Linked DNA regions of Mus musculus: all the other regions are linked to region 7. The links are chromatin contacts, called in public HiChIP or PLAC-seq and Micro-C maps. All regions are on one chromosome and are shown on one strand. The core of a region is the stretch at or near the end of the contact, and the rest is flanking DNA. Distances in the headings are between cores, read along the strand shown. Region 1 overlaps Gm30568 (a long non-coding RNA gene). Region 2 holds the start of 4930439D14Rik (a long non-coding RNA gene). Region 3 holds the start of Fam163a (family with sequence similarity 163, member A). Region 4 overlaps Fam163a (family with sequence similarity 163, member A). Region 5 has its middle 37 kb from the start of Tor1aip1. Region 6 has its middle 29 kb from the start of Gm30472. Region 7 holds the start of Abl2 (v-abl Abelson murine leukemia viral oncogene 2 (arg, Abelson-related gene)).

What was found. A called contact is a pair of places that touch in the nucleus more often than the background predicts. HiChIP or PLAC-seq counts read pairs in DNA pulled down with a chosen protein or histone mark.
Region 1: a FOXA1 HiChIP or PLAC-seq map of pancreatic cancer cells shows a contact between it and region 7. The contact joins the enhancer-like site here to the promoter of Abl2 in region 7. A contact is called at or near these places in 2 of 39 promoter capture datasets (hippocampal neurons and stem cell-derived epiblast-like cells), 2 of 484 Hi-C or Micro-C datasets (the N1E-115 cell line and embryonic stem cells) and 2 of 115 datasets of contacts at active chromatin or transcription factors (embryonic stem cells and pancreatic cancer cells).
Region 2: a Micro-C map of embryonic stem cells shows a contact between it and region 7, with 5 times the contacts expected there. The contact joins the promoter of 4930439D14Rik here to the promoter of Abl2 in region 7. A contact is called at or near these places in 1 of 39 promoter capture datasets (pre-B cells) and 2 of 484 Hi-C or Micro-C datasets (embryonic stem cells and regulatory T cells).
Region 3: a contact with region 7 is called in a Micro-C map of embryonic stem cells, with 3 times the contacts expected there. The contact joins the promoter of Fam163a here to the promoter of Abl2 in region 7. A contact is called at or near these places in 2 of 39 promoter capture datasets (HPC-7-derived erythroid cells and neural stem cells), 1 of 484 Hi-C or Micro-C datasets (embryonic stem cells) and 2 of 115 datasets of contacts at active chromatin or transcription factors (forebrain and stem cell-derived neural progenitor cells).
Region 4: a contact with region 7 is called in an H3K27ac HiChIP or PLAC-seq map of trophoblast stem cells, with 6 times the contacts expected there. The contact joins the enhancer-like site here to the promoter of Abl2 in region 7. A contact is called at or near these places in 3 of 39 promoter capture datasets (the 3T3-L1 cell line, the HPC-7 cell line and liver) and 2 of 115 datasets of contacts at active chromatin or transcription factors (forebrain and trophoblast stem cells).
Region 5: a contact with region 7 is called in an H3K27ac HiChIP or PLAC-seq map of extraembryonic endoderm stem cells. The contact joins the enhancer-like site here to the promoter of Abl2 in region 7. A contact is called at or near these places in 10 of 39 promoter capture datasets (the 3T3-L1 cell line, the C10 cell line, the HPC-7 cell line and 5 more), 3 of 15 datasets of contacts at CTCF or cohesin (the NIH/3T3 cell line, pro-B cells and stem cell-derived epiblast-like cells), 52 of 484 Hi-C or Micro-C datasets (the AML12 cell line, B cells, the Ba/F3 cell line and 30 more), 14 of 115 datasets of contacts at active chromatin or transcription factors (bone marrow-derived dendritic cells, differentiating embryonic stem cells, double positive thymocytes and 10 more) and 1 of 9 other capture datasets (embryonic stem cells).
Region 6: a contact with region 7 is called in an H3K4me3 HiChIP or PLAC-seq map of the SCID.adh cell line, with 5 times the contacts expected there. The contact joins the enhancer-like site here to the promoter of Abl2 in region 7. A contact is called at or near these places in 15 of 39 promoter capture datasets (the 3T3-L1 cell line, 3T3-L1-derived adipocytes, the HPC-7 cell line and 9 more), 3 of 15 datasets of contacts at CTCF or cohesin (large pre-B cells, pro-B cells and stem cell-derived epiblast-like cells), 31 of 484 Hi-C or Micro-C datasets (the AML12 cell line, the BV-2 cell line, the C3H10T1/2 cell line and 21 more) and 16 of 115 datasets of contacts at active chromatin or transcription factors (the HPC-7 cell line, the NIH/3T3 cell line, the SCID.adh cell line and 12 more).

What each region holds. Positions count from the first base shown.
Region 1 is chr1:157,059,832-157,063,270 of GRCm38.p6, forward strand. Gm30568 (a long non-coding RNA gene) reads right to left here. Exons shown (of 3, transcript XR_373631.2): 3 at 1-335. Among named protein-coding and RNA genes, the nearest start is that of Gm30568, 20 kb to the right of the region's middle. Within about 2 kb of position 1,535, at least 46 of the 459 cell types and tissues checked have an H3K27ac peak or open chromatin away from gene starts, as enhancers often do. A contact at or near this core is called in the N1E-115 cell line and pancreatic cancer cells, where this site is marked.
Region 2 is chr1:156,937,472-156,940,453 of GRCm38.p6, forward strand. 4930439D14Rik (a long non-coding RNA gene) reads left to right here and starts at 1,323. Exons shown (of 2, transcript XR_003948625.1): 1 at 1,323-1,587; 2 at 1,656-2,724. Ralgps2 (Ral GEF with PH domain and SH3 binding motif 2) reads right to left here and starts at 2,155. Exons shown (of 19, transcript NM_001159967.1): 1 at 2,018-2,155.
Region 3 is chr1:156,203,527-156,206,873 of GRCm38.p6, forward strand. Fam163a (family with sequence similarity 163, member A) reads right to left here and starts at 1,500. Exons shown (of 5, transcript NM_177838.3): 1 at 1,304-1,500.
Region 4 is chr1:156,110,298-156,113,634 of GRCm38.p6, forward strand. All of the region lies in intron 1 of Fam163a (family with sequence similarity 163, member A), which reads right to left. Among named protein-coding and RNA genes, the nearest start is that of Tor1aip1, 75 kb to the left of the region's middle. Within about 2 kb of position 1,669, at least 12 of the 459 cell types and tissues checked have an H3K27ac peak or open chromatin away from gene starts, as enhancers often do. A contact at or near this core is called in trophoblast stem cells, where this site is marked.
Region 5 is chr1:156,071,555-156,074,724 of GRCm38.p6, forward strand. No RefSeq gene overlaps it. Among named protein-coding and RNA genes, the nearest start is that of Tor1aip1, 37 kb to the left of the region's middle. Within about 2 kb of position 1,872, at least 41 of the 459 cell types and tissues checked have an H3K27ac peak or open chromatin away from gene starts, as enhancers often do. A contact at or near this core is called in embryonic stem cells, extraembryonic endoderm stem cells, liver and 2 more, where this site is marked.
Region 6 is chr1:156,240,670-156,243,643 of GRCm38.p6, forward strand. No RefSeq gene overlaps it. Among named protein-coding and RNA genes, the nearest start is that of Gm30472, 29 kb to the left of the region's middle. Within about 2 kb of position 1,457, at least 15 of the 459 cell types and tissues checked have an H3K27ac peak or open chromatin away from gene starts, as enhancers often do. A contact at or near this core is called in DN3 thymocytes, the N1E-115 cell line, the P5424 cell line and 3 more, where this site is marked.
Region 7 is chr1:156,556,899-156,560,168 of GRCm38.p6, forward strand. It overlaps Abl2 (v-abl Abelson murine leukemia viral oncogene 2 (arg, Abelson-related gene)), which reads left to right and starts at 1,889. Exons shown (of 12, transcript NM_009595.3): 1 at 1,889-2,307. The coding sequence starts at 2,151.

The DNA.
Region 1 (3,439 bases), core at 285-2,784, 500 kb after region 7:
AATTGGGCTTCTGTTTGATCAGAACTACAGTTTCATTGACACCCTCTCTGGAGTGTGTCCTCTGAGCACCGTGACAGGGAGCCCCAGCTGAACCGGAAGCTCATCTGGTATTTGTAATCGCAGTGCGCACCTACACACTGAGTTCTCGGTGATATCAGCTGTAGGGTTATCCAGGGTGAAGGAAAAGAACTGACAGAGAAAAAGAGTGAAGCGCGTAGGTGGGCTCATGGAACTCTAGACCTGAGTTTCACTGGCGCTCCATCCATCTTGAGCCTCCTATGCGTGGGAGGGTCTGAGAATCCGCTGACCGGCTGGAGGGGCCTCAGGTCCAGGAGCTAATCGAGAAAATGAACAGAAAGAACTCAGCTCCACTGGATGCAACATTTTTTGTTTGCTCGTTATTGAGACAGGCTTTCACTGTCCAATCTGGCTGGCCTGGGACTCACTATGAAGGCCAGGCTGGCCTCCAACTCACAGAGATCCACCTGCCTCTGCCTCCCGAGTGATGGGATTAAAAGCACATGTCGCCGGGCGTGGTGGCACACGCATTTAATCCCAGCACTTGGGAGGCAGAGGCAGGAGGATTTCTGAGTTCGAGGCCAGCCTGGTCTCCAAAGTGAGTTCCAGGACAGCCAGGGCTATACAGAGAAACCCTGTCGCAAAAAATCAAAGAAAAAAGAAAAAAGAAAAAAGAAAAAAGAAAAAAGAAAAAAAAAAAGAGAGACAGACTCTGTCTGTAAACCAAAACTAAAAGCATGAGTCACCCACACCCAGCAGGAATGCAACTCTTAGTAGGTTTATAATAGCAGCGCACAGCATGTATCAAACAGGATCCTTAATCCTGCTCCAAACACAGGCAAGGCCCCATGTCTGTCTTTCTGAAGCTTATGCTTTGAATCCCTATCATTTGCTGACCTTCAGATAACCATTGTTGCAGCACACTCGAGTGAGCGCATGTGTGCGTGTGTGTGTGTGTGTGTGCGCGTGTGTGTGTGTGTGCGCGTGTGTGTGTGTGTGTGTGTGTGTGTGTGTGTGAGTGAAGGGCTCCAGCCGGAACCTTGCAGCCCACCCTTTGTCCTCCCTCCTGACAGCTCATCAGTGGCTTGGGCAAACAGTGGAGAACAGGATGAGTTTGGGGTCCAGGCAGATCGGCCCTGGCCAGCTGTGTGACCTCCAGCCATTTAAGCTTTCTAAACCTGTTCCTTCAGCAACAAGGCAAAGCGTTCCACTGGACAGGCTTTGGGGGCAGATCACCATTTGCATCCTAGGGTCACTGTGTGCTGTCTGGGGTATCCTCAGGTCAGTTATCAAACTTTTATGTATCTCAGATGGATGTGACATGTAAGAAAGTTTGTTTGTTTGTTTGTTTGTTTGTTTATTTCTGCTGGCCTCGGGGCTTCCTAAAAGTAGGTCAAATTTTTATACAGACTTCCAAATGGAAGGAAGCAAGACTAAAACAGAGCAGCCAGGGTCGGCTTCTGTCCATGGCGTGCTGCAGCACTCATACACAGCCAATAAGCAAGAGCAGGAAAGCTGAGTCATCAGCATGCCACCAGGCTGGCTAACTGGGCAGAGCCCTCAGTGGGTACACTTAACAGTGGGTACTCAGGTTCAGGGGCTGGGGACATAGAGCATTTGTCTGGCATGTTTGAGGTTCTAGGTTCAATTCTGTGGGGTCTCAGAGAGAGAGAAAGAGACAGAGAGACAGACAGACAGAGAGACAGACAGACAGACAGACAGACAGAGACAGCGAGAGAGAGGGAGGGAAAGAGAGAATATATCCCGGCTCAGAACAGTGACTAAATAGCAATCAGTGCAAACCCAAAGTGGGTGGAGAATCTGATTACAGGACTTTTCGAACTGTCACATTAAATAAAGTGCCAACCTTCAACCAAAGGCAAGCAAATAAAGAAAATACAGTGTATTTCCCACCATTATCTTTTCCCCCTGTACACCTGATTCTTATTATTTGTGGGTTCCATATTTGTGGGCTTATCTCCTTGCAAAAATGAATGTGTCATCTCAGAATCAGTCCTCATGACTCACGCTGCTTCTGTGGTCTTTGGGGGCACTGTAGAGTGGGAAACAATTTGAGATATTTCGCCATCTTGACCCAGCTCTTACTTTGTTAACAAGTGTCCATGGAGTACAGTGGGTGACATGGCGCTCGTTGTTGACGCTCCTTGGCTCATAAATGCTATGGTGTGCCTTTTAAGGAAGTGCATGTCGGTACGCTCTGATGGGGTGAGACTTCAGTGGGCTGAACACACAGTGGGCTCTGAGTTCAATATTTACAAATCCGTGGTATGTATTAGATAAGATAGCCTTAAGTAGATGGAAAACAAGGTTAGAGAGTTGATTAGTTTATGTGCCAGAGGCTTGTAGGAACACACTCTATTTCCTCAGCAGCCATGACTCAGTATTATTTAATTCAGAGTCCACAGTGGATTGTGAGTGACAGGAATGGGTTGTGTGCATGCCTGATTTAATAGGCCAAAGCCTGGCTGTAGTATGGGTAACTACGCCCGGAAATCATCTCCATAAACCTTGAACCTGGGCTGGATTTGCTACCAGTATTGGCCAATAAAACATGACAGCATTGTACAAATTCTGGAGCCTAGGCTCGAGAGATTCGACAGCTCTTTGGCTTTGTCCTCGTGAAACACTGTCCTGGGACCTTTGTGTAAGGAGGTGAACTGAGCCTGCTGCAGGATAAGAAGTCATCAAGGTACCCAGGCAACAGTCAACAGTCAACAGCCAGGGCTACACAGGCATACAAGGACATTGTGGCCTTTCTGAGCCAACCAAACCACTAATCCCCCAGCCAGATACCATTGTCTGTGTGTGTGTGTGTGGGGGGGGGGGGGAATCCTGCGAAAGAGCTCTCTTCTGACTCACAAGTCATACAAAATTAGAAACTGTGTTGTCAAAACTGTAACTTGGTTGGTCATTTGTTTTTTATTTTATAGGAGTTGATAACTGACACGCTGACTTGGAGTTCAGTGTGGTCAGGAGACTTACTTTTGCAACTTAAATATGGCACATGTGACTTCTGGGGGGGGGGCACACTTAATTGTTCTTCTTCCGCTGTGGCATTCACAGAGGTATGTGCTTATAGAGAGCTATGAATGATCATCATACAGAATCAATACACGAGGAAAGTTGCCCTAAAGTCTGCCCATCTGAACCCACAGAAGATCTCATGTGAACTAAAATAAATTAAACTTGTGTTATATCCATTCTAGGATTTGGGAATGTTTGATGCTGTAGCGTATCTAACTCATTCTAATTGGCACAAGGCTGGAGATCTTAAACATTCTCTATGCAAAGCATTCCCCACTATACAGGAAGAGAATTCTAGGCCCATCTGGGAAGAGCTAGGAATACTGAATTTAGGCTAATGGTTCAATGCAAAGTTGTCTGTCCTGAATGCATTACA
Region 2 (2,982 bases), core at 73-2,572, 380 kb after region 7:
GATGCTTTTATTCACTAACAGTTCCTTCTATCCTCAGAAGGAAAAATGCAAGCAGTATCCTAACTCAAAAGGCATCCTGAGTTTTCACTTCTACACTAACAGAGCTGCCCACTGATGACTTTATCTCCATCACAGCACGTGTGCGTTTGTGCGCTGCAGCATCCCCTCCACACCCATCAGGACACAGCGGGACGCGGAGATACTCTGTGTGTTTAGAAGAATTGACCCTCTGGACAAGAGCTTAAAAGGAGCTTTTGATCCCAACTCCTCATAGGCAGAGTCAGGCAGATCTCAGCCAGTTAGAAGCCAGCCTGGTCTATGTAGTGAATTCCACCGACAGCTAGAGCTACATAGTGAGGCTCTGCCTCAAAAAAAAAAAAAAAAAAAAAAAAGTTTCAAGTTGCAATCAAATTATTATTACCAACAAAGCCATCTTTCACCAAAGGCAACCACTGCCCCAATTTTAATTGTAAGCTCGTTTTTAAAATGCACACAAATTGCATTCATTACTCACACATGTCTGGTTCATAGCTATCTTTTAAATTTTATTTTCTCTCAGAATTTTTGGGTGTATCCTCCCTGATACTGTAATATCAAAAAGTATACTAGGATCTTGACACACAAGCAGATCTTTCAACTTCTGCTGCAATCTGGTGAATAAAAGATAGAGAACAGTATTTGCAGAAAAAGTCAAATTCCTGAAATCAATGCATGGTGAGATAGAATGGACTGGGTTTTACTATTTTAAAATTACTATGCCAGAATTTAAGCTCAAATAACTATACTTAAACCATTCATGGGAACTCTAATAGACACATTTAATATATACATGTGGCTAAGACAAGCAATTTTCCACATTTTTGAAGCTTCATGACTACACACATTCAGTAGAGGTTATTATTATTAAAATAATACTGTTTGGTTACAAATCCCACTCCTGCAGTAACAGTATTACACTTACTACATTTATGATGCTACAGCCCGAACAATCATATCTGGGTGGGACAGGCTTTTACAGTTTGCAAGTTAACGAACTGTGGCACTGCGGTACTCTCTCATGCAAGGAATGAAAAGTTCCACAAAATTCGAATGGTCATCTTCAAAGACACACGACCTCGAGTACACCGGATGGTAAACATTACATAAACAACGCCAAAGTCAACTCATAAACAAACACCAACACCGAAACAAAGCTCTATAGCTACTTCAGCGTACTAAGACGGGGTGTGGGGGTGGGGAGGGGATGCAGAGCACCTACGAGGAAAGGCTCAATTAACTGCCGCCCGTGCTTTCATCCTCCGATCTTAAACAAAAGACGCTGGATGCTTTCGGTGGAGAGCGCTTTCTGCAGAGGGATTTGGGGTTGCAAACGCCCCTCCTCCACGGCCACCAACAGGCCCCTTTCTTCCTCCTCCCTCACCCCTCCCAGCTCAAACAAATTAACATTCGCACTAAGGTACCTCCTATCAGCTCGCAGCTTCTTCCCAAACACGCCCACGCACCCTGAAACCCGCCTGCGTCTACACCGCACACGGCGGCAGGAAAAGCGCTTCGAGGGGGGCGGGGAGCCGCGGCGGCAGCGCACAGGTCCGGGCTCCCTTCCAGGTCAGCTCCCCATCGCCTCCCCGAGCCCGGTGTTTACGAGCCCGCCTAAGCCCACACAGCAAAGGAATCCCAGGCGCTGCGGGCAGCTAGCGCGGCGGTGCGGGACCCCCCTCCGTGTCCGCACGCGGCCTCCGCCGCCGCGGCGCCGCTCACCCCGCGCTCCGCGGGCGGTTCGGCCCCGCAACAGGTCACCCGCCTCGGCTCGGTGACGGGGGTGCAGGCGCCCCGGCCGAGAGGGGGTGTGGCTGGCGCGGCGGGGCCCGGCCCCGGCTCACCTGAGAGGCTGAGGCGACGCCGGGGCCTCCGCCACCGCGGGACCGCGAGCGACCCGCAGCCCGCCCTCCCGCGCCGCGCACCGCGGCCGCCGCCGCCATTGCCCGCGCCTCCCCACACGCCCGCACGCCACGCCGACCTGTGCAGCCGCGGCCGTCGCCTCCGCTTCGCCCGCGGCTCCGAGGCAATCGCTCGCCCAACCGAGCAGTCGGCGTCTCTCATTCAGCGCCTGCCGCCGGCGCTCGGGGGAGGGGAGTGCGCTGGATCCACCCCGGCCGCGCAGGGGGCGCGCGCCGGGCGGGCGGGGCGGAGCGGCGCGCGCACCAACCGAGCGCGCTCGCGCGGCCGGGAACGCCGGGTCGCCGGGGTCTCGGCGCAGTCTGCGGGCGCCGGGCTATGCCCCCCGAGGCCAACTGCCGCCCCGTACCGGTGTCCGAGGCGCGTGCCCCAGCCGCAGGCGCAGCACCGGCCGCAAGGACGAGCCGCAGGGTTCAGGACGGACAGGTGGGGCCCCGCGGCTGCTCCCCGCACGGGTCTCGTTGGCGCCTGGGACGCGGGCGTTGCTCCCCGCTCGGGCCAGAGGACAAAAGTCTGGAAACGCTTGGCCCCCAGATCAAATACCCAGCCCGTGAGGGCGGCGTCCTTAGGAGTCGTGGCGGACAAGTGGAGGGGGACTGCAAATGTGAAGAGTCACCCCACAGCCGTGGGATCTTAAATGATGGAGTCTGCACTCTAGCACATCATCATGCCGGAAGTGTTGGGTCGGCCTCTAGGTGTTAAGCAGGGTGGCTGCCGGTGGTTTAAGGAGCAAATAACAATATTTGGGATCCCCTAGTCCCGGATTGATGAGTTTCAGGTGGACTGTATTTTCACGCCATTGCGGGAACGTGATTCTAAAAGGTGAAATTTTTCCTGTGAATGAAAGGGAATAGAAGGGTGTTGTTTCTTGGGGTGCACCTAGGTGGCCTACTTAAACTTAGCACCATTTGATGCAGTGTGACTTAGTGGAAGGTTTTCAGTGAGCCACCTTGGTGTAATCATTAGGTCATTCGGGAATAGATGCGATCCTTTTCTAGGCAATGTGCAGTGGAGGGTGGAGGGACA
Region 3 (3,347 bases), core at 250-2,749, 350 kb before region 7:
AAGACTGCAAAGCCCAGGGGCTCTTTAGTGAAGTATCTGTCACCCATCAATGTTTTCTCATACTTCCTCCTATTGTGTCTGGAATTGTCTCTCCTGGGACCGGCTCTGACACAGGCAGGATCCAGAGATCCCACGGCACACATCAATCCCTGCCAGTTACCGGGTTGCCTCCCTGGAACCCCTCAGCCTACTTGAAAGACCCCCAGTTCCTGTTCTCCTACAGTCAGGCCAGTAATGTGGTCCTGAACGAGGAGAGGGTCTGCTGTCCTCACAGAATGGAAAACCTAGAGAATGGGTCTGAATTGGTTACCTGCCACATCAAACCTGTTAAGAAGCACAAATGTCCAGGGCCCCACAGGTCCACGCAGAGAAAAGGAATGTCCTGGCGAGACCAAACACCAAAACAAACAAAAACAATGCCCTCCCCCACTCCCCAGTCACAATCAAAGGGGATGAATAGCCCTGGGAGCTGATAGTTCTTATGTTTCTTTCCGGCTTTTCTTCTTTGTCTTCTGGGTCTCAGAGCTCTGAGGACACCACCCTTCTAGGGAGTCTTGTAGAGCACCAACATTAGCAGTAAAGCTTGGGGTGACCAGGACCCAGCAGCAGACTCCAAGACTTTGTCCCTTGGTCCCTGGTCTCTATTTGGGTCAAGCCTTAATGCCACTAGCTGAAGCTTCCTTGCGACTGACACAGGGTCAGGGATGCAGATACAAGAGATGGTTCCGGGGGTCCAGAAGCAAGCAGGCAATGAACCTGGCAGGGAGCTGGACCTCTAAACAGCCAGGAACCTCCGGCTGCCCTGGACCCGGAGTCTCTGGCAAAGACAACTGTCCTCGAACTCCCTCCCGTTGTTGTGCCCACACATCCCGCCCCTTGAAGCACCTCTGCCCTCATTATTTCGTAAAACTTCAGGAAAATCTCTAGCAAGCCTGCTGGAACCTGGAGGCATCAACCGACGGCTGCCCATGAGCAGGGCAGCGCTCTCCAACCCCCCGCACCCACCCATTGCCTAGGAGATCGGGGTGGGGGGGACATCCAGTGTCGCTTGCCCTGCGAGTGGTCTCCTAGGGTCCCAGAGTGTCGCCAGCACCAAGGCTCAGCCTCCGCATCCCCATGAAAGAAGGCCGGAGCAGGGAAAGTGGTGAGGGGCTGATCGGTGAGGACCGGTGGAAGCGAGGGGCTCCAGGGGCCGGCAGCCCGCAGCCTCCCACCAGCGCCTCTAGGAGCTGCTGCGGGAGCCAGGACGCGGAGCCCGGTTAAGGCGGGTGCTCTGCGCAAGGCGGCGCCGGGGCGCGCTTACCTAGGTGTTCAGGCGCCCCCGACAGCGCTCTAGCGCCGGGCACATCCACGCACCGAGCCCAGAGATCCGTCTGCTGCTCCGCCGCGCCGCCTCACTCCCTCTGCGTAGGAAATTGCCTCCTGGGTCCCCGGGTCCGGGCTTCTCTCCGCCGTGGCTCTTGCCGTGGCTCCCACTCAGCGCTGCCCTGGACTCTGCGCGCCTTCCTCCCAGCGCCGGTGGCCCTGCCGGCCCACGTGAGGCTGCTCTGCCCGCCCCGGCTCTGAGAGCACTGGCTGGGTACCCAACCTTGAATCTCCTGGCTCCTCCAGGTGGCCGAGGATGGGGGCAGGTGATAGGAGCTAGAGGGTGTCCTGAGAGAATCCCCAACCCGCAAGGAGGATTGCTCTTAGTGGGGTGATGGGTCAGCTGGAGTGATGGTCCAGAAAAATCTCTCACTCAGGTTCGCAGCCTTTTAGCCCAAGAAACACAGAGCCCAGCAGTCGGGGCTCTCCAGGGATGACTCAGTAGTGGGGACTTAGGGAGCTGCAGACGGGGTCCAGAATGGAAAATCTCGAAAGAGAGTTTAGGCGCCAGAGTGCGTAGCTGTCCACTGAAGGGGGATCACCTCAACAGCTACCTTCAAGGCACATCTAGGCCAGGGAGTCTAGTGACAGCTGAGGTCCCTCGTGGAGGGGGCAGAGTTAGAGTATGTGCGTGTCAGATCTGTCAGGAAAGAGACAAGAGGAACGTTAGTGATGATAGGGATTTCTTTACTGATGTCTCCTTAATTTTTTTACATGTATGTATGTATGTATGTATGTATGTATGTATGTATGCATGCATGCATGCATGTATATGTAGATGTCCATACTATAGCCTTGCTGGAATCAGTTCTTTCCTTACACCCTGTGGGTCCCAGGGATTAAACTCAGGTGGTCAGACTTGGCAACAAGTGCTTTACAACTGAGAGGTGCCTGTGAACTGTACCCCAAACAGGAAAATTGTGCTGGTAGTCGTTGGAAGGTTTCCTTGGAGAACAGGACAGGAGGAGAGGGAAGGAAGTTAGCCTAGCCAAAGCTTCTCAGGCCAGAATTCCTTTCTCAGAATCCTACCCACTTCACAGGCTTGTTTCACAAACCCTGACGATTCAGAGGAAGGAGAAGCTGGGTCCTGCAGGATAAGCTCGGCTTTTTCCCCCACTACAGTCAGGATGTTTTCTTCTTCACATCCTGCATAGTCTGAGTGGTTCGAGGGAAAGACCGCAGATTTGAGAAACCAAAATGAAATTCCAAACACGAGACATGATAGGTCCCCAGTGTGATCCGATCAAGGAATAAGAAAGATGTCACCAGGGTAGACTACTCATCTCATTCCCCCTCCACCCCGCCCCTGCAGGGGAACTTCTGTAGTTCAGAACCTCATTACTTTCTCTTCACAGGTTTTAAATATGCAGCCCACATTTCCTCTGTGTACCACCTTTTCTCACCACAGTGGAATCTCACACCAGCACATCTTTCTCATCTCCTTTTTGAAGGCAAAAGAACACAGTATGAGAATCCTGCAATTTTATCACAGACCTTTAAACAGTAAAACAAGACAAGTATGTGCACAGGCTAATGGCTCATTAAAGTCAAACATCTATGTAATTACCATTCCAGTTAGTGCCAGAACCCAAAGTCACTCCACTACCTCTCCCACTTCCCAAGTCCCTGGTCCCACAGTAGCCACCATCCTAGCTGTATCACATCCTCGTGTGCCTTTAGAGTTTTGTCTATTTGTGACGCATCTGTGGATACCATCAGCACTTTGGCTTGCTTTAAAGCTTCCTCTACACAGAATAGCACAGCAAGCACTCCGTTTTTGTCTCTGTGCTTTTATTTGAACGTTTGTGGGAACTGCCTCTTTTGTCACATGTGGTTGTTTGCTCGTTTTTCATACTATTTAGTATCCCTTCATCACAATTCAGTTCTGTGTTTTTGACATTTGGGCTGTTTCTAGATGGTGTTACGGGAGATGGTGAACTGCTTAATGTAGATGCTGGGAATCGTACTCCTGTCCTTTGGAA
Region 4 (3,337 bases), core at 419-2,918, 450 kb before region 7:
CACCATGTGGTTGTTGGAATTTGAACTCAGGACCTTTGGAAGAGCAGTCAATGCTCTTAACCACTGAGCCATCTCACCAGCCCCTCCCCCCTTTTTTCCTAGACAAACAATAAAAATTTCCTTCTACTATTTCAACAGGATGTTGAGAGGTATAGGAAAGACAATTATAAATGTTTGGATCTATTTTGAATCAAAGTCAATTCTCATTCTCCTCTCTCTGTCTCTTTCTCTGTCTCTGTCTCTCTGTCTCTCTCTCTCTGTACTAGGGATTGTGCCCCGGGCCTCTCTGGTTAGGCAGACACTCCACCACTGAGCTACATCCCTAGCAATTCTATTTATTTATTTAATCTTAGTGGTGTGTGTGTGTGTGTGTGTGTGTGTGTATGTTTTGAGTGCCCATGCACGTATGCCACAGTGTATGTGCATATCTGGCTTGCAGAACACCTACCTTGTTTGAGGGCAAGGTCTCTTTGATATTCATCACTGTGTACATAAGACTTCTAGACATTCCTGTCTCCACCTTCACATCTCGCTGTTGAAACCCTGGGATTACAGACACAAACTACTGTGCCCCGACTTTACATGGGTTCTTGGAAGACTCAGGTCTTCATGCTTTTGTGGTTAAGTGCTTTAGCCACTGAGCCATCTCTCCAGATTCCTTGTAACACTCTTTCTCTGTCTCTCTCTGTCTCTCTGTCTCTGACTCTTTGACTCTCTGCCTCTGTGTGTGTAAGTGTGTATCTTTCTTTTTATGCCCTGGCTGTTTTGGAATTTGCTTTGTAGAACAGGCTGCCCTTGAACTCACAGAGATCCGCCTGCCTCTGCCTTCTGACGGCCTGCCTCTGCCTTCCGAATGCTAGGAATATAGGCGTTGGTCACCAAGTCTGGCTTTTTTAATGAGTTGGTTTCAGGCAGCTAGGAACGCAAATCTCCAGGAATGCCCAAGTCTGTATGGAAGCTGAAAACAATCATTATGAACATGGTGAGACAGCGACACGTAGGGGTGGGAGGCTGGATTGCAACTTTGACATTGCCTCTGAAGGGTAAGGTGGCTTGAAGAGTTCCTAAACTTTCCTAGGGAATGAAGGGCTTTCTCTCCCGCTAAATGAAGATGCAGACTCAGAATCTTCAAGGTCTGCTCTCTGCCTTTCTTTATTTTTCAAGCCAGAAGGCTGCCCATTGGGGCGACCTAGAACTGTAGGATCTGGAAAAAGGGCGCAACAGCAAATGCCAGATGGCGGGGAAGGAAGAAGGGTACCCAAAACTGTCCAGAAGTTGGGACACGGACTTTGAGGATCCAGATGCCTACAATGTCCACCAATTTTACCTTTCAAGTACCAAAAGATGTCTGCTTCACCTGGCCTGCCTAGTGACCCAGACCATACTGCCAGGCCTTACCGAGTACTTCCTGACCAACCCCTTCTGGGCTCCCTTCCCCCTATCCTGTTGCTATCCCAGGTTCCCTCCCATTAGTGCCCTTCTCATCCCTTCTACATCCACTAATTCAATGAGTCCCGGGTCTGTTGAATTAAGCCAAATGCTGTCCCTGCCAGAATCCTCTAACAGCTCTAATTGGAAAAACAGCCCCAGCCTCTGCCCATCAAAGCTGATTATATCCGTGAGCAGAGGGGCCTGGTCCTTGTCCGGGATGCGCGTTTCACCCTGCCCTGAGCTCATTCCGTGTTCCCTGGGGCAGCGCAGGAGTCAGCTCGGGAGAGGTGCTGTCCCTACTTGAAGGAGCAGCAGCTGGCTCTCGGCTTCTCTGACGGCATAAACAAACAGATTTGTGCGCATCACAGGCGACTGGAAACAACTCATGCTCAAGGCAAGAAGTCATTTTTCTCTTCCCTGCACTCACTTTCCCCTTCCACGAATCCCAGAGGAATCTACTAAGCTGGAGGTATGGATTCACTCCAAGAAAAGGTATTCTTGCCTCAGGGACCATCCCGAGATCCCACAGTCCAAGCACACTCCAGTTCCCAGGAGCCTGCTCATTTGAGGCTGCTCATTTGAATCCCGTTGCGGGGCGGAGGGGTTAGAGCGGTCAACCAATCAAGAGCATGTACCATTGGCTATGCTGAAACTAGCTTGAAGAGTGGCAGGTTCCAGCCCTCACCCTTTATTCTGAACATTTCCTTCACCATCATATCCATGAAGCAGGCATCCCATTTCCCCTTTGCACACAACTGTAACACTAATCTTCCTTGCATCTCTGTTAAACCATCGGTTGGAAGAGCCATCCTGAGTATATGCATGGCTTTCTACTTTGGTTGCCAAAAGTCTTGCGTGATACACACAGGATGCCGTTTCTTCTGAGATCTCCAAGCATCAAAACTTATAACAGCTTCTTGGGTTTTTTTTTGACACACTTGAGGACTAAGAAGTGCCCTCTGTCTTCTCACGGCCAAGATGCTAAGAACATTCTGGTCGTTTGGTGTATAAGTCTGGGAATACAGCCCTAGTCTGGCTGATATAAATAGGAGGTATTAGATGTTTAAGCAACGTTAAGAAGCTTAGTTGATTTCGCATGAGGGGTGAGGCATTTCAGCAAACCTAAGAAACCATAGATGGTCAGCGCTAACTGTCCTGGGGCAGGCACCAGCAGAGGTGTTACACAACCTCCAGCAAGCATCAGGACCACCTGGAGGATTTAGAGCCAAGCTATGGGGGTCTAATCGCCTGCCTGCTGGGGTGGGCTTGAGGTTTTGCATTCCTCAGTTCTCAAGTGATGCCAACGTGGTGTCCACACACAGAGAAGCGTATGTACCGATAGTCTCGGTTAGCACCTCCTCTGTATTGACTAATGGCCACAGCAAGGAAGAGCTGCCACCTCACTTATGTGTTTATGCATTTGGCCATATGTGCTTCCTCCCTTTGAGACAGTCTCTCTCTCTCTCTCTCTCTCTCTCTCTCTCTAGCCCAGGCTAGCCTTCCAAGTACTCAGATTATAGGGACACCTCACCATGCCTAGTTCATATTTTACTCCTGATGGATTAGGTTGAGATCTTGTCTTGATCGTGGTCATTGGTAAATAACACTGCTTACGTTTCCATAAACATGCTTTATATTCAGATTTTCCATTTCACACTTAGGAGACAAGATCCACAATTCCTTAATGTGCTTATAACAGGACATAATCAAATTACACAGAATTTCTGAACAGAAGTGAGATTGAATTTACAGGTTATTTTCTCCTCCTGGTTATGGGCATCCTTGAGATTTTCTCTACGCCATAGATCTGTGCCCTTTGGCCCATCATGAGGAGGACCCCCCTTTGAGCCCATGTTGTGTCTTATATTCATTCGAACCTGCCTGGCCTCAACCCCCTAGGCCTGCA
Region 5 (3,170 bases), core at 622-3,121, 490 kb before region 7:
TAATGGCCGTTGGACACTGTAAGTTCATGCCATGGGATCCTATGTGCACTTCAAATTGGCTTAAAATGCATATTTTGTGTGACATTTTTTTTCTTTTGCCACTACAAAAAGAAAATACTTTTGAATTCATACAAACTGTGCTGCCTAGCCCTATTTTTTTTCCTTTTAAGGTTCTCCATTAGTTGCTACCAGTTCCTGACTCAGCCTCCTTAGCGGTAGGGCTGAGGGCCGAGAGGAAGGGAGGAGGGACTCAGGTCAAGGAGGAATAGGGCCGGGAGGTTCTCAGTAGCCAGAGGCTGGAGGTCTGCATCTTCTTCATCTGGAACTCTTGGGTGTTCAGAGGACCTTAGAAGATCACGGTGAGGGTTCTAGTTTAGGTTGGTTTTTTTGTTGTTGTTTTTGTTTTTTCAAGACAGGGTTTCTCTGTGTCTGTGTAGTCCTGGCTGTCCTAGAACTCACTCTGTAGACCAGGCTGGCTCGAACTCAGAAATCCACCTGCCTCTGCCGCCCAAGTGCTGGGATAAAAGGCCTGCGCCACCACTTCCCGGCCCACTAGTTTAGTTTTAAGATGTTTATTTGACACAGAACACAATCCTCTGGAGGAGAGCGCTCTTTTGTTAGTTTTAGGACTAAATGCAATTCCCAATAGGTCAAAGAACCCTGGGTCAAGGCAAAAGCCTCCGGCCGTCCCTATGTGGATGAGCAGGAGTAGACACAGGCAGCCAAAGGCCTGAGCTGGAGCCTGAGACCACCTGCTCGGGCACTTGTGTCCTTATGTTTCAGACCCCAAAGGGAAGGTGACCTTAGGTCCTTACTCAAGGTGACCCAGCCACCACACATCTTGTGACCATCCCTATGGAGGCAGGAACTGCCACACCCACTTAAACTCTGGGCAACAGTGCTTTTCAACTCCCAACTCTGCATGGGTGGCGTGTGGTAGGAGGGTTCCACGGTGACAAGATAGAGAAGTGTGATGGCCAAATGTTTCCCTGGGGCCTGGACCAAGTATATCCCCCCCCCTGGGGTCTGCTCATCTTTGGTAAAGGACTGGTACACCCAGGACTGTGGGAATGAAGGTTATGGAAGGAGGTGGGACTTCGTCCTTGGTCCAGGCAAGGGTCTTGGCCTACACTTTGGACTACACTTTGGCCTACACTTTGGGAACAATGAAGAGTCGATAAGAAACCATCCTCCTTAATCCTCAGAATTGTGCTTGTCCTAAATATATCAACATGTTCCCTAAACAACCTTCCTTAAATGTATCAAAGTACTTCCTGAACTGCAATGTTGCAGATCATCTACAGAGTATAAGCACACCACAGTGTTGGGATAACCCTTAAAAAGGAGCTCTCTGCTCCCCTAAGCCTTAGAGGCTAAGGTTTGCTGAAATCCCCTGTCCCCCTGAGTTGACCCTCCAGCCCTTTCTCCCCTCACTCCCTTTGCCAATTAAGTCTCCCACTATCACCTGCATCCAGAAAGCCCAGGCAAGTTAGTTTCTAAAGATATAAAACAGACTTGTCTGAACAAACAACTCCAGGGGGTTGTGGGGGCGGGGTGGGGGGCAGGGTGGGGGGACTGCAGGCTTGCAGGTAGCCTGGGAAGTTCCATTTAACTTCCCAGTTCCCATGGAAACTCCAAGTATTTCCATCCCCTTTGGTATAGATGCCCCTTTCCTGCAGTGTTTGCTCCCCCAAGGTCCCACTGTTTGAAACAAATACGGTCTGCTGAGGCCAGACAGGCCTCTGTTGCTAAGGTGCCTCAGCAGAGCCGGTCTGTTACTATTCTCCATCCCTGATTGGAGGGACCCCATCCCTGACCTTTGGTTGTTTGTCTGGACTTTCGAGACCTGGTTTCTCTGAGCTGCTCTGGCTTTCCGAAACTTGCTCAATAGACCAGGCTACCTTCGAGCTCAGAGATCTGCTTGCCTAGGCCTCCTGAGTGCTGGGACTAAAGGCACCGTACTCTCACTCCCAGCTGGGACTAAAGGCATTCAAAGCTCGTTCACCATTCTCTAGCCTCCAAAGTGGCGGTGCCTTCTCACCCAGTCCTCCCACCTGCGATACAGGGCGTCGCCTCTTTCTCTCACTTCCTTCTTCCCGCTTAGGTCTGGACAGAGCAATGGCTTGGGGCCGAAAAAGGTCAAAGACTATGTGGGAGAGGGAAAGGCTGAACCCAGATGGTTGCGAGCCCCCCACCCCACCCCACCCCACCCCCACCCCCCGCCAAACTTGAGGCCAAACAGATGCTTGAAGAGCAGCCCTGTCTTTCAGGGTAAAGGAATACAGTTTGTTGTTTGTTTTGAGGGGGTGGTTTGTTTTTGTTTTTTTGGTTTTTCGAGATAGGGTTTCTCTGTGTAGCTCTGGTTGTCTTGGAACTCACTCTGTAAAACAGGCTGGCCTCGAACTCAGAAATCCGCCTGCCTCTGCCTTCCAAGTGCTGGGATCAAAGGCGGGTGTCACTACGCCCGGCGTGAAATATAGTTTTTAGCTTAATTAATGTATACCAAAGTTATTTGCAGAGCTTGCTGTCTGCACCAGCCACTATCTTTGGCTGTCTCCTGCTGCTTAAAGAATCTTCCCTTCCCTGACAGTGTAAACAAATTCAAGACCACCCGGCCCCTTCCCTATCTGCAGGGACAGACTAGTGGACATAAAGGCCACAGCTGCCAGAAATGACCGTCCTTGAGAAAACTTTCCTACCCCTCCTCAGTCTGAATTCTGAGGAAAACTACAAACTGCTTTGACCTTGCTGATTGCTAAGTTTTCTGCCAAATTAAAATTATACTGTTGATTTATTAGCCAATAATAAAATAGCTGTGTGAGCCCCTTCACAAAAAGTATAGATCAACTGTATTTTAGACAATCGGGGTTGACTCTCCCTGCGAGATTGAGCAACCCCACGCGCGTCGGAATAAAAACCTCTTGTTATTACAGCGATCGATCGTCAAGCTGTGTTTCTGGGGGTTGTGTTCTCTATACCTGGGCCCCGGGGGTCCAACAAGGGCACCCCCAGAGTAATGGGGGTAAAGTGCCACAAAAATGTGCTTCAGGCTCGTTGGTTCTCGGAAGTGAGCCCCTCTAGCAGAACAGAGGCCAGCTGGTCCCCAGGCAACGCTGAACACTTCCGGTGATACCAGAGAAGGGCTGTGGCGGGGCCAGAGGTCTTAACAG
Region 6 (2,974 bases), core at 207-2,706, 320 kb before region 7:
AGTAGTAGACCTGCCCTGAATTAGGGACACCTTTCAGTGGCAGCCTAGATACAAGGACTGATGGGTAGGCTTTGTGGTTTTCTTTTTCTTTTTTTCCTTCTTGCCTTCCCATTGTCCATTATTCTATCATTTCTGCCTGCACTGCTGCCTCCATTCTCTTTGGACACTAAAGCCCAGCATCTTTAGCCCTCCTCCTCTGTGGTCTGAAGACCTGCTGGTCCCAGGAATCCAGCCTCATAGACCAAGTGGTTAGCAGATGCTCACTCTCTCCAATGTGAAGGCAGCCATTGCTGGACTACCCAGACCATACAGGTAAGCCAGCATAACTTCCCTTTCTGGATATATTCATCCTATTGGCTCTGTTCCTCTGGAGAACTCTAATAAATTTATGTAATAAGTGCCTAGTAAAGCCATACTAACCTCACTATGACACAGTATTAATCTCTGCCACATTTGGGCAAGATACTTAACTCTTGTGCCTCGGCTCTCTTACACTGTAACATATTGTAACATGTGGTCATTGTCTGCCTTATACTGTAACATAATGTAACATATCATTGTTGGAATTGGGTTTTGCCTTTCTCTTGCTGCTAGGTGGCGCTAGAGGACAAGCACTAGATCCTCTATCACACAATATAGAGTTCCTGCAGGTTCTCCTAGCCAGGACACCACAAAGTAAGAACACTCCCCCTTCCACCCCTATTCCCCAGAGCCTTGGCTACTTCATATGTGCAAAGTATGTGTTCTACATGTAGCTGTATTCTCAGCCTGAGAAAATCCTTTTGGAGATTCACAGGCATGCCTGAACTGTGAGAATTTTATATTCTTCCTGCTAGAATTCTACAATGTACCAGCCTTAGTCCTAACGGAAGATGGCCATAGATTTTCTTTTGACTGAGCTGTCTTGGTTAGTGTAATTAGAGCCTTGTTAGGGTTTTCCCACTTCTTCCAAGGAATAAAGTCACAGTTTATTGCCAATTTCTGTAAAGGGGGAATGCTCTGGCTATTTTGCATAGAGTAAAATTAGAAAATAAATTGAAACCGTGGGAAGATGACCCTATGAGAATTACCCTAAAGCTCTATTCCCAAAGAACTCACTTGGAAGTCGCTTTAACTACTTTTCCAGGTTAAAAATGAATAATTGGAGTAGAGAAGCTCCAAGCTGCATGCTAAATTCGATTTTCTATAGTGCAATGGTAGGTACCTGCACTTGCTGGCGCGGCCGCAGAGTGCTTGTCCTCGAGCGCCATCTAGCAGCAAGAAACGACAAACACAGCCTCGAAAAGGCTCCACTTGCTTGACCCTTAGAGGGAAACAAGCCATAATTTGGCTGTTCTACTCACAAAGTCTGCTCTCAGGAGGAATTCAGTGAATTCTTGGGCTTACAATCGCCACACTGAAGTCCCACGAGGTCTTTAAAGCCGCTTTTAACCCCTCTCCATCACGGACCTGCTGCTCCAGAGGGAGTGCAGCTTGTCCCATGGGTGCAGAGGGACAGAGCACACGCTGGGCAGTGCCACCAAGGCTCCCTGTCCTTTTGTCAGGCCACCTGATGCTCTACTGTCACCTTTCAAATACAAAAGGAAGTACAGTGTGCTAAGGTTTTAGCAGCTATTCCTTTTTTCTTGTCCAGCTGCTGTTCTGTGAGCAAACCTTGAGAGCAGCTCTGGGCTTCTGGGAATATGTTGCCACACCGCCCAGGGCCAACATTAGCTCCTTGCTGTGAGTAGTGCCAAAAGCTATACAGATTCCGATACAAGGCTCACATCAAATTTGGTCAGCACGCAGTGGGAGGATGCTACGGGGGCGATAAAAGAATATATGATTTCAGTGTCCATCAGTCCAACCTAGGTCGCAGTCTTCGTTTCGGCCCATTTCAGATGAGACTGACTTCACAGCACTGTAGTTCTCAGTGTATTCCCAGGACAGCGGCCTGAGGGCTAAGCCTTGATCTGGCACAGTGGCTTACCGCATGAGGTGCTAGAGAGGAAAGGGGGCTCCAGAAGCAGGAAGGAGAGAGGATGCCGGCCGGCAGAGAGTGGCAAGGGAAGTTAGGGAAGCCTCTGATTCAGGGGGTGTGCTTGCACGTCCTTCCCCGAGCCTCACCATTCTTAAGTTTGACGGTTTCATGATGAGCACAGGGAGGCATGAGTATGTATGTATGTATGTATGTATGTATGTATGTATGTATGTATGTATGTTCAGCATTCTGCATAGTAGCTGTCAGCCGGATGCTCATTAGAACTACACGGAACCAGTTGAATCAGAATCTCTGAGGGATGTGGTCCAAGCGGAGCAGTATATTACTCACGAGATGTGGGAGGTGTTTGAGAGCTCCCCGAGTGATGCACAGGCAAGGTGAAGCTGACAAACTGCTGCTGTACCTGCCACTTGAATAATGTTTTTTTTAAGTTGTTAATTAATATATAAGATGTAAAAGGCGTGCGTATTGATGGGTTACTTTCCATGTAATGTTCAGTACAAGTATATGTGTGTAATGTTCACCTCAGGCCAAATGTATCTCCTCAAATACTTGCCTGGAGGTCCTCATGGTCTTGAACTTATGAGTTCAGGCTATCCTGCCATTTCAGCCCTTGGCTACAGCCACAAGCCCCCATACTCAGCCAGTTTTATTCTTTATGGTGTATATACTCCACATTTGGCTATCCTGTTTCTTAGTTACTGTAAGAACCCTTCAATGAATGCACAGTGCTGACATCTCTCCCAAATATTGATTTTATCTCCTTTCAATACACACGCAGTGGTGAATTACTAATTTATATGGGGGTTCTATTTTTTAACTTCTGAGGACTCCCAATATTTCTAAGACTACATTAACTTACACCCGAATAGTGTACGACGGCTCCGTTTCTGCTGCATCTTCGCTGGCACCAAGTTTTAGCCTTTTTGGGGTAAGCTGATAACTTTGTGTTGATTTCACTTCCCTGATGGCCAGTGATGATGTGACGTTTTA
Region 7 (3,270 bases), core at 639-3,138:
GCCACACAGGTTGGTCTCACTCAGATTCTCGGCCTCAAGTCAAGTGTCTCCCTGTTTCAGCTTTCTTAGCAGTGCGAGTACAAGCCCATAGCATAACATCGAGGTGTGTGGCCACTTTTGTTCTCAGACAGGCTCTTACGATGCACTTTAGTCTAGCCTTGAATTTGTGATCCAACTGTCTCTGGATCTATTATAATAGTGGTACAACATGACACTCAGGGGAAAAAAGGGTATTTTAAATACAGATAGACTTTGATATAAATGAAAATTCATATTCCATCCAGTGCTAAAGTGTAGTGCTTCTTTTCAATGGGAACTAAATTCCGTTGTCTCTGGCTGTACCCTGGGTGGCGATGAAATAACTTAGAGTGTTCTTAGTGTGGGCACATGTGTGTGCGTGCCGGTCACAGGACAACTTTTACTGTCAGTTCTTGCTTCTTTTAAGACAGGGTCCCTTAGCCACTGCACATGTAAGCCAGGTTTCTGGAGACCCCCTTATCTCTGCCTCCCCCCTTCTTGTGGACCAGCTGGGATCACAGAGCTTGGGCTGGTGCATCTGGCTTTTCTCTATGACCAGTAGCTGCTTGTGTGGGTCCTAGGCAGCAAGTTCAGGTGGTCAGGCTTGCAGTGCAAGTCTTCTTTGTCATTAACCCATCTTTCCCCAGCTCCTAAGGCTCTTTAATAGTGAATATCAAAATCAGCTGGAGTGGGGGGCGGTAGTAGCAAGTGGTAGAGCACTCACCTGGAACTCAAGGTCCTGAGTTTGAGTCTCACCCACATGCACTTGTGATCTTACACCATTCTACAAAAGACATGTATGGGGAATTATATCTATTTTGCTAATTCTTTTCTTCCCCAGGGTGGTTTTCCTTGGTTTAAGCAATGGCTCCAGTCCTCATGGCACATAGGGTGTACATCTATAAAAATAGCTTCTCTTCTGTCCATTTCTCTATTTAGACCCCAGACGGTGAAGATGAGTAAGTTTTGACTCAGAAACAAGGTCAAAGTGATTTATCTTTTCCTTGCCAAAAAGGAGGGCCCAACCTGCACTGAGAGGAAAGCATGTCTGTGAGAAGAGTCGCTTTACTGTCAGGCATTTTATTTATTTATTTATTTTAAAGATTCATTTATTTATTATATGTTAGTACACTGTAGCTGACTTCAGACACTCCAGAAGAAGGCATCAGATTTTGTTACAGATGGTTGTGAGCCACCATGTGGTTGCTGGGATTTGAACTCGGGACCTTTAGGAAGAGCAGTCGGCGCTCTTAATCACTGAGCCATCTCACCAGCGCCCCACCAGGCGTTTTAAAGTAAACAGAAACACATGCGGGTAGGTCGATGGTGGAAGAGTTCAAGAGAAATCCACGGTAGTATGAAGAATTGAGTTCTAACCGCTTTGCCAATAAGACGGCAAAGTGCACATCAAGAAATAATTCACCGAATTAAGTTAACCCCGCACTTGACCATCTCCCCGTGAATTCTGTACCATTCCAAACTTCATTCTGGGCCCAATGCTAAGTGTGTGTGAAGGGCTCCTCAATTGAATGGCAGCGAAGCCCAGGGATCAGGAGCCTCAGCTGTTTGGTGCTGAGCTGCGCGGCGCACGTGGTGGCTTCTCAGCCTCTTCTGATTTGACAGGTGGAGGTGGGACGGGAAAGGCCGGGCGCCCACAGTCCTCCAAGTGGGGCAGTGTGTGGAGCCGAACGTGGGTGAAGGTAGCAGTAAAAGCACTCGAGGGCCCTCGAAAGCTTCGCTGACCCTGTGGGCCCCGGCTTCCACCCAGCGGGGCGCGGCGCGGGGCGGGGCTCCGCCGAGCTCCGCCCACCGAGTAGCGGAGGTGCTTGGGCGAGAGGGGGGCGGGAGACGCTCTGTCCCACGCTCGCCCTGTGCTCGGTGGTTTAAAGATGGCGGCGGCGGCTGGGGCGAGGAGCCGCCGGAGGGGGAGGGAGAAGGAGAGTCTGTGAGTCGCTGGGAGGCAGCGCGGCAGCGGCTCCGAGGAGTCCGCGTGGGAGCCGCCGGCAACTCCGGCCCAGAGGGCCTGGGCTTGGGCCGGAGAGACCGGAGCGGCGCCAGGAGCTCCGGAGGCCGGAGCAGAGGAGGAATGTGAGCAAGGGTCGGCGGGGGCGCGGGAGTACGCGAGCGGCGGGATGGGGCAGCAGGTGGGCCGCGTCGGGGAGGCTCCGGGGCTCCAGCAGCCGCAGCCGCGCGGGATCCGGGGCAGCAGCGCAGCCAGGCCCTCGGGCCGCAGGCGGGACCCGGCGGGGCGTACCGCAGACGCCGGCTTCAACGTCTTCACCCAGCACGGTGAGTGTGTCCGGAGCCGGTGGAGGGCATGAGGGAGGCCGGGGAGGGGTGGGGTGGGGTCGGGGCGAGGTGCGAGGCGGATGGGCAGCCTTCGGGGGGCGAGGGCTGGAGGGGTGCCCGCGAGTGGGGGCGGAATCGGCTGCCATCTGGGCCAGTCACGGGAGGCGAGGCACACCCCTCCCCCCGCCTGGCTGGCAGCGTCTGGGGGCGGCGGCGGCGGCGAGCACGAACCGGGGTCTTAGGGACCCAGGCTTGACTGTCCTGCTATCCTGGGACAGGACGGGGCGACTGTGGAACTGTGGATGGTATCCCCAGGGAGGGAAGGATGAAGGCAGGTATGAGCTCAGGTTCAGGAGGTGGGAGGATAAACCGGTTGTGAACGACGGGAACGAGTCGTGCCCTGAGGAATTGGGAAATAGGTACTGAATCTTTAAGAGATTGTGGTGGCATATTCGGTATGTGCTTTATGAACCAGGCGGTGAGCAGTGTCAGAATGGTGAACTGTGAAACCCTTTTCCGTATCTTTTTACTTTCAACAGAGTATTTTCTCCAAACTAGAAATGAAAGGCTTTGCCAAACCACCCTGTTCTGCCTATCCGAGTAGGACACAGGATTCTGAGATGGCTGGCGGGGCTGTCGATGGGTGGGCATGGTTAGGGCTTCCTTCCATGTGGTCTGAACATGAGTTTTTCTTTGAGCTGCATTGGTGTATACATATGTGCTCCGCATAGTCTGGGACTTACTCGGTGTCATATTCTTCAGAAGGGCTGTTTCTAAACTATTTAAAATTATATTTATTTTGTGTGTATGTGTATGTGCGCACACACCCATGTATGCAGAGGTCAGGAGACAACTTGGGGAGTCATTTCTCCCAGGTATTAAACTCTTTATCAGGCTTGGGGGCAAGTGCCTGAACTCTAGTAAATACAAATTTTGAGCACATACTCTTAATTTGTGTGTCTT